Linked DNA regions of Sus scrofa: all the other regions are linked to region 2. A link is a contact called in public targeted proximity ligation data. All regions are on one chromosome and are shown on one strand. The core of a region is the stretch at or near the end of the contact, and the rest is flanking DNA. Distances in the headings are between cores, read along the strand shown.

Region 1 (3,291 bases), core at 181-2,680, 200 kb before region 2:
TTATTTCCCTGCTCCAACACATTCTCTGGCTGACTCTGTTTAACGTGGCACTGTCCAATATGGTAGCCACTGGTGACATGGCACTATGCCAATTTAAATTCATTAAATAAGATGGAAAATTCAGTTCCTCATTCGCACTCATCACATTTCGAGTGCTTAATAGTCACATGCGGCTAGAAGCTCCCATATTGGACACTCATCTTCGAAAATATTATTGAACAGCTCTGGCCTAAAGAATAAAGTTCAAATACCATAGGTAGCCCGGCGTCTACCCACCATATAACCATCACCTCATTTTCCTCTTATCTCCTCCCCTTCCACTGCCGCACACTCCTGCCAGGCTGGATGACTGGCCCCTTCCATACTGTATTTTACTAATTATCCACTGTGCAAATCTGTTCCACAAACGTATCACTGCCAAGAGCCTATCACAGGATGTACACAAGGAAATTGGAGGCAGAGAGCTTAGTTCTCCAACCAGCAGCCTGAAGGTCAGATTGGAGTTAGAAATGATCATTCAGCTCAGACGCCCCATGGGACAGACCATGGTTGACTCATTCCACCTACTTTATTGCAGGTTATAAACTCAGATGCCTACAACAGCCAGGCCTTCGGACTGAGTGAAGCCAGCCCGGTGTCATACAGCAGGGAAGGTGGCTGGGCTGAACCTGAGAGCACATGCCCATCCCAGGACACTCAGGTCCATCCAACAGTGGCCCTGGGATCACAAGTCCAGCGTTGTCAGATAGGATTTTTTTTTATTTTAATTTTAATTTTTTTTAATTTTTATTTTTTGTCTTCTTAGGGCCGCACCCAAGGCATATAGAAGTTCCCAGGCTAGGGGTCACATCAGAGCTGTCAGCCTACACCGCAGTCACAGCAACACAGGATCCGAGCCGCATCTGTGACCTACACTGCAGCTCATGGCAACACCTGATCGTTAGTTAACCCACTGAGCAGGACCAAGGTTCGAACCCACATCCTCTTGGATAGTAGTCAGGTTCATTGCCTCTGAGCCCCAGTGGGAACTCCCAGGATTTTTTTTTTTTAAAGCTCTGTGCAAACCATCCAAAGACATCTGAGTCCCACGAGCTCACAAGCTGTTTTAGCCTGTCATCCTGACTCAAACACTTCCACCTTGACCACATGGTATCTCTGAGCTAAAATATCCTCAACCACAGAGTGAGGATGAGACAACTTACTTCATGAGCTATGAGGATGAGGCCAGATTCACATGTCTGGTGTGTGCCAGCCCCATATCTAATCCTCCATAAAACAATGAATGAATGTATTAACAATGAATGAATGAATGCTTGACTGGGCTCTTGGGTCACCCCCTCACTCAGAAATCATTCACCAAGGCTGAGTCAGGAGGAAGGCAGCTGTGGCCAAGGCAGCGGGCGGTACTGGTGCCTCTGTGGGCGGCTGGCCCCAGGCAGTCAAGCTGCGTGGGCTCAGAGAGTCACACACAGCCTTGCCTGGACAGCCTTGGGTGTGCAGTGCGGAGTTCTTTTTAAACCTGTATGCCATGCTTATGACTTAAAGCGTGGACACTGCAGATAAGCTGCAGTTGAGAATCACTGCTCTGTGCCGTTATCAGAGGCCACTGCTCTACCAATTTCTTATCTCTCCTTCTAGAGATCCTCTCTGCATGTGTGTGAGCACACGTGAGTCTCTACCTATATACGAAATATAATTCTCTATCTATGGAGTTCCCATTGTGGCACAGCAGAAACGAATCCGACTAGTATCCATGAGGATGCGGGTTCGATCCCTGGCCTCTCTCGGTGGGTTAAGGATCCAGCGTTGTCATGAGCTGTGGTGTAGGTCACTAGACACAGCTCAGATCTGGTGTTGTTGTGGCTGTGGTGTAGGCTGGCAGGTACAGCTCCCATTCAACCCTGAGTCTGGGACCCTCCATATGCCAAGGATGCAGCCCTTTAAAAACAAAACAAAACAAAAACAGCAAAAATAATAATAAATCTCTGTCTTTTTTTTTTTTTTAACTCTGTCCGTTTTGTTTCACCCAAATGATACCATTCCATGCCCCTGGCTCTTAGCCCTGGCTGCACAATGACTCACCTGGAATCTTCAAAACAAATCAGGGCTCAAGTCCCACCTCCAGAGATTTTGATGAACGGAGGGGAGAGAAGGGAGACTGGAAACAGGGGACTCAAATGTGAAAGGGCGTTGCTGATCTGCACCTGCCACCCGGGCTTCCTCCCAAACTCACACAGCTGGAGGCCACTCATCTCAACGCCTAGAGAATGACCCCATTCTGCTTCCAAAACCGCATCATATTCCATCCCCTGGGGCCACTGTTTACTACCCTGTCTTAAAGGGAATTCACCAAATTCTGATGAGAATGACTTCCTCCTGTAAGAGAGGAGGAAGCAAGAGCCAACGGCATCAGCTGAGCAGCAGCCCAGCACTAAGGAGGGAACTTGAAAGCAATAGCCTTGGAGTTCCCGTCATGGCTCAGGGGTTAACGAATCCAACTAGGAACAATGAGGTTGCAGGTTCGATCCCTGGCCTCACTCAGTGGGTTAAGGATCCGGTGTTGCTGAGAGCTGTGGTGTAGGTCGCAGATGTGGCTCGGATCCCAAGTTGCTGTGGCTCTGGCATAGGCTGGTGGCTACAGCTCTGATTTGACCCCTAGCCTGGGAACCTCCATATGCCATGGGTGCAGCCCTAGAAAAGACAAAAAAAAAAAAAAAAAAAAAAAAAAAAAAAAAAAAAAAAGCAATAGTTTTGCAGGAGTCAGCCACTACCGGAAAGGAATGTTTTCGTTCATAACGTTACCAAATTTATTTAACTAAGCCAGATAAAGCACTGAAGCCAACAAGAGGTAAAGGACACAGCTCAGAAGGAAACAAACCCATGAAAAGAAAGGCGCCCCCCGCTACCACCTCCTGCGACGCCAACCCTGGTGAGAAGGTCCCTGGGCAGGATGGCTGCTGGGTATATCCTGTTTGTTTGGATAACACATGGAGACTGTTCTTGACCCTTTGGCCTCCCCCTTTTGATCAGGCTCTGAAAGTAGGGGCCGCAGGACCAAATGCCATGGCCTAAGAGGAAACATCAACATCCCTTCATTCACCAGCCACATCCCGCCCTAGAGCTCTGGCACCAGGAAAAGACCTGGTCCTGAAACCAGCACCCATCCTCTCTGCTTCTACTTGGGGCGTCCGACCCCCAGTTCCCGTGAGCTCGCTAAGGATGCCCTCACCCCCTGACTCCCAGGATGGACAGAGGATACGGGCCACAGGGATGGGCATGTGACTAAGTCAC
Region 2 (3,227 bases), core at 26-2,525:
CTTGGGAGCCCTGAGATGCAGGCTCAACCCTCAGCCCTGCACAGTTGGTTAAATATCCAGCATTGCCGAAGCTGTGGCTTAGCTCTTGACTGGTGCTCTGATCTGATCCCTGGCCTGGGTGCTCCATATGCCTCTGGGAGGCCAAAAATGAAAAAAAAAAAAAAGAAAAAGAAAAAAAGGAAGGGAGGAAGGAAGGGAGAAAGGAAGGAAGGATGGGAGAAAAAGGAAAAAGAAAGAGAAAGAAAGAAGGAAAGAAGGAAAGAAAGAAAGAGAGAAAGAAAGAGAGAGAGAGAGAAAGAAAGGAAGGAAGGAAGGAAGGAAGGAAGGAAGGAAAGAAGGAAAGAAGGAAAGGAAGAAAGGAAGAAAGGAAGGAAAGAAGGAAAGAAAGAAAAGAAGGAAAGAAGGAAGGAAAGAAAGAAAGAGAACTTTACTTGGGATCTAACCCAGGCCACTTTCCAGCTCATCAGACCTTTATTTATTTATTTTTGGTCTTTGCGTCTTTTCTAGGGCTGCTCCCGTGGCATATGGAGGTTCCCAGGCTAGGGGTCTAATTGGAGCTATAGTTGCCGGCCTACATCAGAGCCACAGCCACACTAGATCCGAGCCGCGTCTGCCACCTATACCACAGGTCACGGCAACGCTGGATCCTTAACCCGCTAAGCAAGGCCAGGGATCAAACCCGCAACCTCATGGTTCCTAGTTGGATTCGTTAACCACTGTGCCACGACGGGAGCTCCGATCATCACACCTTTAGAGTGTGTGTGTGTGGTTTTTCCATCCCCGATCCATTGGCCTTGAGTAAAAACTATGACGAGACTAGAAGCTCCTAAGAGCATCTAACTTTGTATCTCGGCGAAGATTTCACAATGGAGGGAGTCTTTAAACTGAGACAGAAACTGGAGTTCCCTGGTGGTACTTCAGGTTAAGGATCTGGTGTGTCTCTGCTGTGGCTCAGGTCCCTGCTGTGGCATGGGTTCAATCCCTGGCCCAAGGATTTCGTATGCCAGGGACACAACAGCAACTACAACAAAAAGCCTGATGGCAGTTAGCCAGTTAGCCATCAAGGATGAAGAAGCGTCTGCGAAGCAATGACATGACAGAAGGTGCTGTGGGCCAAGGGACAAGCCTGTGTAAAGACTTAGAAGAGAGGGGAGGGTGTGTTTAGGGAACTCGCTTGTCAGACTTCCTGTTGCTAGAGGCAGAGCAGGCTCTCAGTGACCCTGACCGCAAGGGATGCTCCTAACGGGGCCGGATGAAGCTTGAGGGCTAACCAGAGAGGCAGGAGGCAGACAGAGTGTCTAGAATGGCATAGTCACTTTGTACCAAGATTCTTGTCACTTCCCCTCAGCAGTTCGTTCCGCCTGGTCGGCCAGAATTTGGCCCAAGACAACGGTTCCTCTGCACACTTCCTCCAGCTTCTGAAAGACGACAACGTCAGCAAGAAAAATGAAGAACTGGCCAGAATCTCAGAATGCAATTAGCTAAGACGGTCTACAGGTATCCACAACACTGAGCTGCTATGGAAGATAAGAGAGGTAGTTTAACTAAGTTGGTAGACGATGGACTTGTTAATACATGGTTTGAGGGCGTTCCCGTCGTGGCGCAGTGGGTAACAAATCTGACGAGGAGCCATGAGGTTGTGGGTTCGATCCCTGGCCTTGCTCCATGGGTGAAGGATCTGGCGTTGCCGGGAGCTATGGTGTAGGTGGCAGACGCGGCTCGGATCCTGTGTGGCTGTGGCTCTGGTGTAGACTGGTGGCTACAGCTCCTATTCAACCCCTAGCCTGGGAACCCTCCATATGCCGCGGGAGCAGCCTAAGAAATGGCAAAAAGATAAAAATAAATAAATAAATAAATAAAAATGGTTTGAGGAGATCTGGGTGGTTATCTAGATTTAAAGGAGGGAGGGTAGTTTGCTACCCCATTCCTGATATCACATTAATTCCTTAGGGCCAAAATGTTAATATCAAAAAAGAAACCAAGCTGTAACAGAAGAAAAAGAAAAAAGCCATTGGAATCCTAGAAAAATGGGGGAAGTTTTTATCATCTTGGATAAGGGAAGACCTTTCTAAGAAAGACATGAATCAGAGACATGATAAGAGAAAAGACTGATACCTTTTACTAGGTATTTCATTTTATTTTTCAAATATCCATATTAAACAAAATCAAAAGACAAACAGCAAATCAGAAAAAAATAGTCACAACATATATAACAAAGCATGGGCTAAGTTTCTTAATGTAAAAAGGCTTTTTAAAAATTACCACGGAGGATTTCCCTAGTGGCTCAGCAGGTTAAGGATCTGGCATTGTCACTGTTGTGGCATGGGTTCAATCCCTGGCCCAGGGAACTTCCGCATGTCCTGGGTGTGGCAAAAAAAAAAAAAAAAAAAAAAAAAAAATTAACACAGAGTTCCCTCTGCAGCTCAGCAGTAACGAACCCAACTAGTGTCTGTGAGGACCTGGGTTCAGTTTCTGGCCCTGCTTGGTGAGTTAAGAATCCAGCATTGCTCTGGCTCTGGTGTAGGCCGGCGGCTACAGCTCCGATTCGACCCCTAGCCTGGGAACCTCCATATGCCGCGGGAGCGGCCCTAGGAAAGGCAAAAAGACAAAAAAATAAATAAATAAGAATAATAATAATCATGCAAGGAGCACAGCATTGTAAATCAACTATACTTTCATAAAAAAAGGAAAGAAAACAAAGAAAATTAATATGAGGAGCTGCCTTATGGTGCAGCAGTTTCAGGATCCAGCATTGTCACTGCAGTTTGATCCCTGGTCCCCAACTTCCCACATTCCATGGGTGTGGCCAAAAAAAATTAATAGGGGAGTTCCCATGGCGGCTCAGAGGAAAAAAATCTGACTAGTATCCATGAGGAGATCCCTGGCCTCGATCAGCGAGTTAAGGATCTGGCGTTGCTGTGGCTGTGGCGCAGGCCAGCAGGTGCAGCTCTGATTCCATCCCTCACTTGCGCGCTTCCGTATGCCACAGGTGTGGCCCTTAAAAAAAAATAATTAATACAAGGAAGACCAACACTTAATAGCAAAGTTGAGCAAGGACAAGTACAGGCAGTTCTCAAGAAAAAAAATTCAAGTGATTTACAAACATGTAAAAAGATATTCGTCCTCACACCTGATTCAAGAAACCCAGTGAGAGGAGTTCCCTTCATGGCTCAGTGGCTAACAAACCCGACAAGGATCCATGAGGATGCAGGTTCAATCCCTGACCT
Region 3 (3,030 bases), core at 193-2,692, 160 kb before region 2:
GTAGGTCACAGGGCGGCTCGGACCCTGCATTGCTGTGGCTGTGGCGAAGGCCTCAGCTGCAGCTCCAAGTAGACCCCTAGTCCAGAAACTTCCATATGCCGTGGGTGTGGCTATAAAATGAAAAAAGAAAAGAAAAGAAAAGAAAAATCCCACTAGAAAAATGGACAATTCTTAGGGAATTCCCAAAGAAAGAAATACTACTGGCAACAAGCACATGAAGACATGCCCAAGTGGCTGGATACCTGGGAGATGCAAATTAACACAAGATACCTTCTCACCCATTCGATTGGTAACGATGGAGAAGACAGATCATTCCCAGTGTTGGCACCGACATGGGTTGAATGAATAGTGAACAAAGGAGTGAAAGTACAAACACCTTTCCTGGGGCGGGGAGGGCATCCATTCCTTCTGCTACTTGGTTCTGCATGTGACAGACACCCCGCAATCCTCCAGAGACTCAAGTTAAACCGGGAACATGTTTCCACTGATGTGAGCTGCAGAGCATTGTTTTATATGCAACCACCCTTTCCCATAGCTCTTCTGGAATGGCGGGGCTGATTCAAGGAGGCTAATGGATCTGGGAGCAGGAGTTGGGCAAGACAAGAACGGGGCTTGCTACCCATGGACCACAGGGCTTCTTTGATGGGGGCCACTCCTCCTGTCCTCCCCAGAGGCCAACCAGGGCGCTCAGGCATGCCTCTCACTCAGGGAGAAATGGGCACCAGGGCAAGGGAGGGTTTTATGTGATCGTTCACTATGGAGAACACGGAGGTAACAGACCAAGAGACAAAAGGCAAAGCAGAGAGAAAGGAGAGGCCTTTGCTAAAGTGAAACCGTGGGCAGACGCAGCCCTGGAAGGCCATGCCAAGTCTTAGAAATGGGGGCCCCAGGTCTGAGGGGCCTGCAGACACCAGAAGCCTTCTTCTCTTCCCAGCCCTTCCTGTTTACGGTGGGCCAGGCACTGAGCTAAGAGGCTCAGGGGCCTTATTGCTATGGCCCTCTGATGGAGGTACGCTCAGGCTTCTTTCACAAAGGAACTCAGAGAGGTTAATCAACGTGTGTGAGATAACACAGCTCATCAATGGCAGCACAGGGATTTGGACCTAAGACTCAGTTCTTCACCTCCTCCGCTTAACCACGCGGCTTGGCTTTTCGCTGGTCTAGGCCTAGGAAGTCAAGTCTCAAAGAGGAAGTCCTGCCTGACAGCGGGTTGAGATCGGAAGGCGCTTTATCCACCAGCAAAATAGCGGGAACCCTATGGGGGGGTGGGGGGTGAGGGGAGCCAGTGAGCCAGGCATCTCAGAAGGGAGTCGCTGTCATCATCAGGGGTGCAGAGAGCCTGGGTTACTTCCGGGCTTAGGTGAGTGTGGGTGAGCTCTGCCAGCCTCCCCACCCACATCTGTTTCCCCTAGAGGGATCAACAGGAAAAAAAAAAAAAAAACCTTCACATCAGAAGGGCTGAAGCTGCTGTTGGCAGAAGCAGCAAGGAAGTGGGCAGCTGGGGGGACCACATCCGCCCCAGAGCCAGTCTCTTTGGGACATTATGGGTGGTGGCAACACGGGGAGAGTGAAAGCGGCTGGTCTCTCGGCCCAAGTGAAGAGAGGAAAAGAGGCTCTGAGTCCCAGCGCAGACTGAGTCGGATCTGGAGTCAGGTTTAGCTGCGCTCATGCGGCTCCGAGGGATTTCCCAGAGATCTGGGCCTGTCTGTGACACTTTGGACAATTGACTCAAGCCCTCCAGCCTCAGTTTCCCCAGGAATGGTATACACCTAGGGAGCAGGTTAGGATTGGGGGTGGAGATACACCACTGAAAATAGCTGGTACCTGCTGGCTTTGTGCCCCAGGGGGACCACCTCCTCTGCCTATTTGGAAATGAGGGGAGCTTGTCTGCCTATTTCGCCGCTGTGGCTTCAACACCAACAAGTACGTGTGGCACACCATAGGCACCCAATAGATATTGATGGAATCAGAAAATACCAGGTGCTCAAAAATAATTGTTGAAGAAAAAGGAGCGGTAAGAAGGAAGGAAAGACAGTGAGGAAAAAGAGAAAGAAGGACATTGAACCCCAGGAAGGGTCCTGGCCCGAGAGACGCAGCTAAGGTCGACCAGTTAGCCAATCCAGCTCCCTTGCAGTTCTGTCCAAAAGACTATTAATTGTTTTGTCGCTGTTAACAGGACTCAGTACTGCTGATGAGTAAGTAGAGACCAGGTTCACTTTCTAACAGGTCTGTGGGCTGGAGCCAAGGCTTCCTTTGCCTTTCTTTTCTAGAAAGTCCCAAGGGACAGTTCTTTCTTTCTCCTCTGCATTTCAATCTCATTCTCCCCCTGACCCCCTGCCCATATCCACCTGTAAACTCTAGAAGATTATAAACATGCTAATACTCATACATAGCCTCACAGAGAGCAAGCTCCAGGCCAAACTCAAGTGTTTATACGCCCGAATCACTGTCTCTATTATTTTATTTTATTTTATTTCATTTTTTTTGGTCTTTTGTCTTTTTAGGGCCGCACCTGTGGCATATGGAGGTTTCCAGGCTAGGGGTCTAATTGGAGCTACAGCTGCCGGGCTACACCACAGCCACAGCCATGCCAGATCTGAGCTGCGTCTGCGACCTACACCACAGCTCACAGCAACGGCAGATCCTTAACCCAATGAGTGAAGCCTGGGATCCAATCCATGTCCTCATGGATCTAGTCAGGTTCGCTACCACTGAGCCATGAAGGGAACTCCCCCCCCAAAAAAAAAAAATTTAAAAAATTAAAAAAAAGAAAAAGAGGTGGTGGTTAAAAACACGTGCTTTAGAACTCAGCAGGTTAAGGATCCAGCATTGTCATGGCTGTGACAAGGGTTCGATCCCTGACCCAAGAATTTCCATATGCCATGGGCAGAGAAAAAAAAACACAAAAATATGTGCTTTGCAAGGGACTATATTCAATATCCTATGATAAACCATAATGGAAAAGAATATTTTTTTTAAAAGCAAAATGGGCTTTGGAGTCAGACGATCTAGATTCAAATTCTGACTCCT

The links.
Region 1: a contact with region 2 is called in a targeted proximity ligation map of alveolar macrophages. A contact is called at or near these places in 1 of 47 Hi-C or Micro-C datasets (blood) and 1 of 2 datasets of targeted methods (alveolar macrophages).
Region 3: a contact with region 2 is called in a targeted proximity ligation map of alveolar macrophages. A contact is called at or near these places in 2 of 47 Hi-C or Micro-C datasets (alveolar macrophages and blood) and 1 of 2 datasets of targeted methods (alveolar macrophages).

The regions. Positions count from the first base shown.
Region 1 is chr3:22,226,106-22,229,396 of Sscrofa11.1, forward strand. The region is part of intron 2 of PRKCB (protein kinase C beta type); the gene reads right to left. Among named protein-coding and RNA genes, the nearest start is that of PRKCB, 160 kb to the right of the region's middle.
Region 2 is chr3:22,422,991-22,426,217 of Sscrofa11.1, forward strand. No RefSeq gene overlaps it. Among named protein-coding and RNA genes, the nearest start is that of PRKCB, 41 kb to the left of the region's middle.
Region 3 is chr3:22,259,194-22,262,223 of Sscrofa11.1, forward strand. All of the region lies in intron 2 of PRKCB (protein kinase C beta type), which reads right to left. Among named protein-coding and RNA genes, the nearest start is that of PRKCB, 120 kb to the right of the region's middle.